Linked DNA regions of Mus musculus: region 1 is linked to region 2. The links are chromatin contacts, called in public Hi-C maps. All regions are on one chromosome and are shown on one strand. The core of a region is the stretch at or near the end of the contact, and the rest is flanking DNA. Distances in the headings are between cores, read along the strand shown. Region 1 overlaps Lhpp (phospholysine phosphohistidine inorganic pyrophosphate phosphatase). Region 2 has its middle 10 kb from the start of Gm35147.

Region 1 (4,302 bases), core at 1,110-3,609, 170 kb before region 2:
AAAGGCTCCCTCCCAGCAGTGCGGCTAACTCACGGTCCTACCAGCAGAACACGAGGGTTGCAGCTTCACCACATGAACGCTTGCGATCCTCTGTTACTTCTTTCCTTCAGCATCTGTATTAGACGATGCTTTCTGACTTGTGATACTAATGAGCCAGGAGACTGGGCCATCTTTCTATGGACTTTTTAAGTCATTGCCTGGGGCTGTACTACTTTGTGGCTGTGGCTAAAATGCCACGTTTAAAAAGAAATATTGTAATATGAAAGGATACAACAGGTCTGAGATTATTTTAAAAATATGACAGTAAAGCCAGGCCATGGTGGAACAGCCTTTAATTCCAGTACTTGGGAGGCAGAGGCCAGTCTCATCTATAGAGTGAGTTCCAAGATAGCCAGGGCTACACAGAGAAACCCTATCTAAACAAACAAATAACCCACAAAAAAAACCCAAGAGAGTAAAAAATCCGTTCTGGGGCTAGGGAGATGATAGGGCTCACTGGGAAAGGAGCCTGCTGTACACGCACGAGGATCTGAGTTCTAATCCCCAGACCCATGGGAAGGTGGGCACAGCACTACACATCCGTGATGCCAGGAATCCTATGTTGAGATGGGAGGGAGAGACAGGAGAATCCCTGGAAGCTCAATGGTTAGCCACCCTGACATCTGCAGCAGTGAATAAGCTCTCAAAGAGAGAGCAAGGCAAGCACTAACAACCAAGGCTGTCTTCCGCCCTCCACATGCACACTGTGGCACATGTGTGCCTGTGACTTATACACATGTACATGTACACGCACATGGAAAGCAAGGAAGGAAAGCATTAGTATTTTAAAGGACAAAAACAATTCGAAGTGAAGACTCTGTGTGACCCAGTTGTTGGGCTGCATGGTAAGAAACTGTCTCCTTCCTCACGGTGAGAAACGATCGGGGCCAGCAGGATGGTTCAGCGGGTGTTAGCACTTGCTGCTGATCCTGTCAACCTGAGTTTGGTTCCCGGAACCCACACAATCTCATACCCCAAATAAGTATATAAATAAGTAAATGTCGTTTTAAACATGTAAAGAAGAAAGGAAATTCTGCTGTGCCTACCTGGTGGGCTTCCACCCCTATGGCTTGTAGAGCAGACTTGAAGAACTCAGGGGAGGGTTTCCCCACCACTTCAGCCTTGATACCACAGGCATACTGGCAAAGAGAAGACACAGTATGAGTTTCAGATCAGGAACACGGGAGTAGACACACATGGAAAGACTGACCGCCTCATGATGATCAGGATGCCATGGGCCTCAAACCCTCTCACAGGCAAGCGTGTCACAACTCCACAACAGGCTGCTGCCTAGAATGCTTAGGACACCTACCTCCAGCTCTGCCGCCTACTTCAAGAGTGCCCACAGCAAGTGGCATACCTTACCTAGCAGAACCACGAGTCTCCCAAGGGACAGGAGACCAAGGCTCTCATTTGCCTGTTCAGCTACAATCCCATCTCTTGCCTCTCCCTGCTACCCACCTCCAAGTAGATCAAAGGCCCTCCTAAGTGTGTCTAGGATTCAATCCACCCACCTGCTCACCCTTCTCGCCTGGGCACAGGTGGACAGGGGCTGCTACTATTGTGGAGCTGGGACATGGTCTAGCAGGAATCTGGGCAGGGGTAACTGACAGGCCAGTCACAGTGGACTCTGGAGGTCTTGCCACAGAAGGCTTTATAACCTGGAAAGTCATCTCAGGAGAGGAGTTGGGAGGACACACAGCCTGAGGGGTTACAGGGCTGGGAAGGAAGCAGGTGATCTGAAGAGACACTAAAGCCATGAGTCAGAGTGGTGAAGAGCATGCTGGGAAAGAGCACCCAGAGGTTGGCTGGGGGTCAGAGGGATGACACATACATACATAATGACTGTGTGATGATCAAGATAATGGACCCTAACTGCTGCCTGAGGAGAGACCTCCATTACTTCCACAGAGGAGACGGGGGTGTGGCTCAAGCCCCACACAGGATGCTCCACTCAGAAACATGAGAGGCTACTTGTCTATAAAGTACACCATCTTCTCCAGAAAGCCAGGGCCTGGGGCAGCACCAGGGCAGGTACCTCGAGCGCCTTCATGTAACCTCCAACGTCCAGCATCAGGCCAGAGGTCTCCTTGTAATAGCGTCTGCAAGAGAGCACAAGGGAAGGGGGTTCACAGAGAGCCACAGGTGCAGGCCAGTCCCGATGCCATGCTGAGAGTAACCGACAGAGGCCACATGGCAGAAGCAGAGGGCCAGCGGCAGTGGGGCATCATGGGTCATTCAGCCACTAGCCCCCTGCTGCTGGCCTTGTAGGGACCCCTACCACAATGATTAACCAGGAACCCAAGGGGGACAGATGGATCCCGTTACTAACACAGAGGAAGACAAGTGACCCGTGTTTCGGGAAGGGACGGCAGCCCCCCCAGAGCATGTGCTGACTCCCTAATTGCTAATAATTAACCCCTAACTGCTGCCTGAGGAGAGTGCTCCATTAGTTCCACAGCAGCCTGCGACATCCCTATTAGCTGGGGTCAGGCAAGGTGCCAGGTTTCACAGGCACCAGCTGCTTCCTTGAGACAAGAATGTCTTCCCAACCTCCCAGAGACAGCGCAGGCTCAGCTCCTCGGAGGGTTCCTCGGTTTAGCCCCAGTGCTTAGACCCACAGCCCATCCACATCAGACCAAGGCCTCCCTCGAGGTACATAAGAGTCCTAGCTGCAATGTCATCCATTTCTGGGGCTCTCTGAGCAAAGCCACGTGACCAAGGAGGCAAGAAGGTGGCTTAGCCATCACCCTCCAGAGATGAGGTTCACTGAAACCCAGAAAATGGCACAGGAATCCAAGTTCTGAGTTATTAGGGGAGTCTGAGCACCCACGTCAGTCTTCCCTTCCTTCTCCGTCCAGGGGACATTAACTCAGCATGCGAGCTGAGGATCCGAGAACAGGGGATGTAGGCTGTCTTCAATACTGAAATTCCTTCTCTGATTTCTAAAAGTGACTTTGCTCTATGTAAGCCTTTAGACCTCAGCTTCCTCGCCTGTGACATAGTCAAAGCAATCAAAACCACCCATATCTAGGGCAAAGTAACACACTACATAAACAACACCATTCCTTACACAATGCCTAGAACACAAACACCACTCACCAAAAGACTGGAGACGACTACTATAAACAGCTGCTCGTGGAGCTAAGACAGAGGCCCTGAGATAGGAGGCTCAGTGGTAAAATAATACAAGCCCCAGGCCTGGTGGGGTCACTCCTGTAATCCAGCACTCAGGAGGCTGAGGCAGGAAGATTGTGAACTCTAGGTCAGCTGAGGATACATAGCAGATCCGATCTCACGAATGTCTTTTCTTTTTCACCTTTCCATGTGCATGTGCTGGAACACGGTCCAGGAATGGAGTCACGTGAGAACGCTGAGTGCTTGTGAGAAAATGCCAAGAAAACAAGACAAGACTCTATGACCTCAATTTCTTCAAAACATGGAATTATTCTTGGAAAGTGTTTTGTGCTCCTCCCAGGTATAGCGGCTAGGAGTGAGGTTACTTCCAATACTCATTCTTGCTTGCTGTTGTTACTCAATTAGACATTGAAGCCATACTTGATAAGCCTCTATGGAGAATGTATTTTTGCCACGTGTAGCTTGTTCTCATGATTGTATGCAGCTTTCAAACTCATGAAAACGTTACTCATGTGATTTCTCTTAACCCTCAGAGTATAAATTGTCAGATGCTCTGAATAACGTAGGCAATTGCATGTGGCTTTAGTCTGACTCGTTCCCCATCCTCCTAGTCCCACGGTCTCTAGAGCAGTGACATGTATGTGTGGTGCATGTGTGCACACATGCAGAAGCCTGAGGCTACGTGTCAAGCTCCCTGGGCCACTTTTGCACTGTAATTTTGGGGGGAAGTAGTGTCTCAGTCAAACTCAGGGTTTGCTGATAGCACTAGTCTTGCATCAGCCATCCTTCTCTTAGAATATCCCATCTCTACCAGCCTGGAAGTACAGGCAGTCTGCTACACCAGCTGGCATTTATGTGGGTCCAGGGTATCCAAACTCCAACCCTCTTGCTTGCATGCCAACAACCTTAACCACTAAGTCATCTCTGAAGCCCTGAAGAAATTTTCTTAAAAGGCTTCTTGGGGCTGACAAGGTGGCTAAGTGAGTAGAACACTTGCCAAGCAAGCATGAGGACCTTCAGTTCCCCAGAACCCACATGAAGCCAGGCCTGGTAGCATGTGTCTGCAGTCCCAGCACTCCTGCGACAGATGAGAAGCAGAGACAGACAAAGCCCCAGAAACCAGCC
Region 2 (4,768 bases), core at 1,957-4,456:
TCCAGATTGGTCTGTGAGCGAGCCTCTAGATTGCGTTAATTGAGGTGTGAAGATTCACTCTGAATGTGGGCATTACCATTCTGTGAACTGCACTCCTGGATTGAATCAAGAAGGAGGGGCCCAGCTGAGCACCAGCTTCTCTGGCTGTTTTCAGACTACAGATGCACCAGTGACCAGCTGCTGCCTGCTCCCGACGCCATGTTTTCTTCACCACGATGGACTATACTATCAATTCCGAGTGGGAAATGAACCTTTCTGATCTTAAGCGGTGTCTGTCAGGAATTTTTGACACAGAGTGAGAAATGTAACTAATATACTTATTCTGAGGGGCACAGATACCCAGACGGCCCCTGGGCCTAAAGGGCCTGTGTCATCACCTGCCATGTCTTAAGGTTTGCTGTAAACTGGATCTGGCATTCAACTCCACGGCCAGCATTTCATTCTCACTGAATAGTGGCTTTGGGAACAGCCATCATTGCTAACGTCATCTGAGCTGGGGCTCACAGGCTTGGTTTGCTCTGCTTACACAGCTGAGAAGGGGTGAGTGAGGTCTAGACTCCTGCTCTGTCTGGCTCCAGCACCCTCAGTGTGGAGGGTGTGGCTCTCCTCTCTGTGTGGTTACTTCCCCTGGGCTTCAGCTGTAGGAATGGGGGTGAGGAATGAGGCAGGAGGAATCATGCAACCAGGCCACCAGATCACTGCAATCACAATAGCAGGGAGGCAAGGGCTACCGTTCTGTTTGCTATGGTTCCATCTGCTGTTCTTTCTGAGGCCAGAGCAGAAGCCACATTCTTACAGGGCTCCTTAGGGAAACTGAGTCTGGGTATTAGAGTGGCAGTAAGCAGGACCCGAATTCCCAGTATATATGTAGCTAGGGACCTCTGGGTCACTGTACATGGAAATGCCTCCAAAATGCCTAACAACTTGGGCGAGTTGATTAACGAGTTATGTGATTAAATTGTACTGCCACTCTCCTTCCAGCAGACGTGATGTGTGAGCTTTTTTTCTCTTCATCTAGAAACCCGTTGCATACCTAGAGACTGGAGAGATAGCCAGGAGGGATTGCACAGGTCGTTCATGGACCCATTGACTCATGCACTGGCTATCTTTGCTTGGGTCTGGGTCTCCATCCTGCCTTCAAGGAACTCAGTCTCCTGAGAGAAGGGAGTATTTGTGTCATGCGAAATTAGAGGTGTATGGATTAGCTAATGAATTCATTCAGCGAGTACTTACTGAGCATCTATTATGTGCGTGGAATCAATCTTTAAATTATTCATCTTCCGCATTCACTTAACAGTTTTAGAAGCTAAGAGTCTCTTGTGACATTCTCAGTAAAACCACAGGGTTGTGACCTGGCTCACACTGGGATAAAGGTCATTTACAGGGTGAAGGTTAGATGGAAGCTCTGAGTTATGTCCAAATGTCATACTTTTGAGTGGGAGCTAGGATTCATTCCAGCTTTCTCCACCCCAGCAGCATGCTGGAACACCCTGGGGAGGTTTTATAAGGAACCCAGGCTATGAGCTGGGCCTTACTCCTATAGGTTCTGATTTGATAGACTTGAGCTGGGGAAAGGTAGTGCCTTGGAAGTTTCTCAGGCGGTTGGTATGTGTGACACTGCAGGGGCCACTGGTCTATAGCACTGCCTCTTAGCCTCAGCTACATAGAACCCTCTGCGGGAGATTTGAGAGTTTTGATGTCTAAGGCAGTCCCTATGCTGTGAGTCAGACTGTTACATTTTGGCACCTTGTCACCAGTATATGTGAAATATTTCCAACTGAGCCTGGAGAGATGGATCAGCAATTAAGAGAACATATTGCTTATCAGAAGATCTGGATCTGGTTCCCAGCACCCATATGTTGACTTACAACCATCTGTAACTACAGTTCCAGGGGACCCAGTGTCATCTCCTGGCCTCTGTGGGCACTGCATGCATGCAGTGCATGTACATACATTCAGACAACCATACACATGTATAAAAATAAACCCTCCTTTACAACCAAAATTTTAGAGCAAAAATCCTGCTTCCTGCGGTCCCAATAGCTGACTCTTCTACCTATGGCAATATGCCAATTACAGAGATCACAACAGCCAGAAACAGGGAGGAAGGAGGCTTACTCAGTGTGGCCACATGGGGACAAATATTAAAGGGGTCAACTGATCCCTGACATGAACTGTGGGCTCTTTGTTGGCAGATAGCTGCGAGGAGAGCCGGTCTCTCTGGGTCTGAATGGGATGGTGAGTGGTGTCCCAAGAGGAACCACACCGGGCTGGGAATCTTGTCGAAGCAGGGACTCGATTTAATGTGGCAGCAATTTGCTTATATAGGCAGGGCAAGGAGGTGGGGATAGGGGTATGGGGTGAGATGACGTATGGGGAGGTGTGAGATGATGAAGGATATGGGGTGACTTCACAGGGCCTATGAAAATTTTAGACATTAGTGGTGGCTAGGCAGAGGCAATTTCATCTATGCCATGTTGAGTCATTTTCAAGTGGAGGTGAATGACTGTTCTCGAAAATCAAACTAGGCTCAGGTTTGTCTTCAAGGCCCAAACAGAGGCCAAGTAGGGCCCAACAATGAACCTTGGATATTTGTAGAGCCAGGCAGGCAAGAGGTCCAAAGAATTAAGCATTTCTGGCCGGTGGGATCTGCTTGGTTCTGGTGTCTCAAGGTGGCCTGGAGAAGTCTGTCACTGCTTGGGGCTGAGGTTGGGGCTCTCCACTTGTCATGAGATAATGCCTTCTGCTCCACAGCCCAGCCTTGCCTGCTTTGACAATTGCCCCTGTTTGGGAGGAGTCTGTCTTGCAGGTTCCCCATTGCTTGGTGTTGTTTCAGTTGCCTGCTACAGATGTGCTTTGCAACGAGTCCTTTTGCTCCTGGAATCCAAGGTGACTGGAAAGGACAGGTGAAGGAGGCAAGCAACCGAGCCAAAGAGAGCCAGGATGGGGTTAGCTAGGACAGTGACCAAGATTCCATCACACCACCAAGATTAAGACCCACACCTGTGTTGTGCTCATACGTGGATAGGAGGCTGGCACCACAGAGGCTGTGACATGGCAGCTGGGTTTTGAAGGGTGAACATGAGTTTTCTAGGGTTCCTTTGAAAGAAGAAGGAGTACTTCAGGCTAGGAAACTAGCCTACACAGGGCATGAGCAGGAGGGCATGGAGGATTTTGTATGTAATGTGGCTGGGGCGGAGGCAGAGGGCGCTATAGGAACAGTAACCAATGCTGCCCCTCCCGTGGTTAAAGCTTATGTCCTGCTTTGGTAAGTGGCTGTGGGTTCCAGAGCTTCTTAATTTGCTGATGCTCTGAACCTCCCTATTGGTGATGGATGGCATGGAAGGACAGGGCTGGAGGAAGACAGATCGACATGAGTTTGTTTTTCCAGCCTTTGGGCTAGGACCAAGTCTTCTGGGAGACAAGTAGCTGACCCGAGGAAGCAGTCAGGAGGGCAAAGGCTGCATGGCACCTCTGAGGCACCTCTGAGCTGATGGGTGGCTCAGAAATATGTCCACACAGTCTTTGACACTTCCTAATAAGATGCAGTGTTGATGTCTGCTCCCCTCGGATTTGGGCCAGCTCCTTCAGGACAAACTGCTGCAGAAGCAATAATTGTCAGAGGCTACGCCCTGGGTCAATCAGGACACTCCACTTTGACACTCAAAGAAAGAGAGTTGTGCCCATGTGGCTGCAGGCTGGACAGAGCCAGGCTGCAGGAAGGCCTTATACTCATACCCAGGGGATTCACTAAGGCCCTCACTGACAGCAACAGATTAGATGACTCTAGATGCCAGTTTTGGGGTCCCACCAACTGGGGCCCCTACACTGTGGGGTAGCAATGAGCTGTCCAGCTCTGCCTTGTCTAGATTTCTGGCCTGCAAGATATGATCCATAACTCAGAGAACAGCTGCTCTGGACCTTTTGGTGGAAGTTGAATGTCTATAGGGAAAGTTCCTGGGACAAGTGGTCCAAGGGACTTGATGGCCTCTTAGACACAAGAATGAGGAAGAAAGGGCATGAGAGATGTCCCTATGTGACCAGCTTCTCATTGGATGCTATCTGGAGAGAAGGGATGGAGGGGAACCAGACAGGGACTCAGTCAGATAGGTTCCCTGCTGACTGCTCCCCAGAGAGCCCTGAGCTGCCTTTGACAGTTTATAGCAGTTCCTGCTGAGTGGGGTTCTTGCCTGGTTCTTCTTAGCCTTACTGGGTCCTGGATCTCAGGCCTCTGCCTGGCCACAAACTCCCAGACCTTCTGACATTAGCAGAGGGCATGAAGGCCCTGTTCCCTATTATGTTTTGGTGCTCCTAAGTGATTAGATTCCCTCCCCACAGTAGCCTCCTCCTGTCAGGGTTTAGTTCCTCTGGCTATGAGACCCCAGGGCTGTAGATCTGGCATTAGAGAATTGGGGGTACAGGCTACAAGAGTGATTTGGAACTGCCTGCTGTGCTGTGACCCAGGATCATCTTGTAGGGTGGGGCTTAGGGAGGGTGTATCTGGGCAGGGAGGGACCCTTGAGGAGCCAAGGGTAGCTTGGTTCTGCCATTGTTCCGCCATGTTTCCTTGGGGTTGAGGTCCACAGCTGATGGGCCTCTGATGGCTGGTGTTTAAACGCTAGTTTCAAAGCTTTTCCTGTTGGAAAGTGGTTCAGGGCAGGTAGGAGTGAGGCTCTGGCATGCCCCTGTGTCTGTCAGGAGCAAGGTGTGTCAGGAGCAAGGTGGGTTCTTCAAAGCCCTTTGATACAGGGCCATTTGGAGCCAGTCA

Evidence for each region. Hi-C and Micro-C count contacts between places; a contact is called where the count stands out from the background.
Region 1: a contact with region 2 is called in a Hi-C map of the G1E-ER4 cell line, with 2.0 times the contacts expected there. The contact joins two enhancer-like sites. A contact is called at or near these places in 12 of 484 Hi-C or Micro-C datasets (B cells, the G1E-ER4 cell line, the N1E-115 cell line and 7 more) and 1 of 9 other capture datasets (embryonic stem cells).

The regions. Positions count from the first base shown.
Region 1 is chr7:132,639,363-132,643,664 of GRCm38.p6, reverse strand. It overlaps Lhpp (phospholysine phosphohistidine inorganic pyrophosphate phosphatase), which reads right to left. Exons shown (of 7, transcript NM_029609.1): 4 at 2,078-2,141; 5 at 1,086-1,178. Among named protein-coding and RNA genes, the nearest start is that of Lhpp, 31 kb to the right of the region's middle. Within about 2 kb of position 2,359, at least 17 of the 459 cell types and tissues checked have an H3K27ac peak or open chromatin away from gene starts, as enhancers often do. A contact at or near this core is called in the G1E-ER4 cell line, where this site is marked.
Region 2 is chr7:132,473,714-132,478,481 of GRCm38.p6, reverse strand. No RefSeq gene overlaps it. Among named protein-coding and RNA genes, the nearest start is that of Gm35147, 10 kb to the right of the region's middle. Within about 2 kb of position 3,206, at least 51 of the 459 cell types and tissues checked have an H3K27ac peak or open chromatin away from gene starts, as enhancers often do. A contact at or near this core is called in the G1E-ER4 cell line, where this site is marked.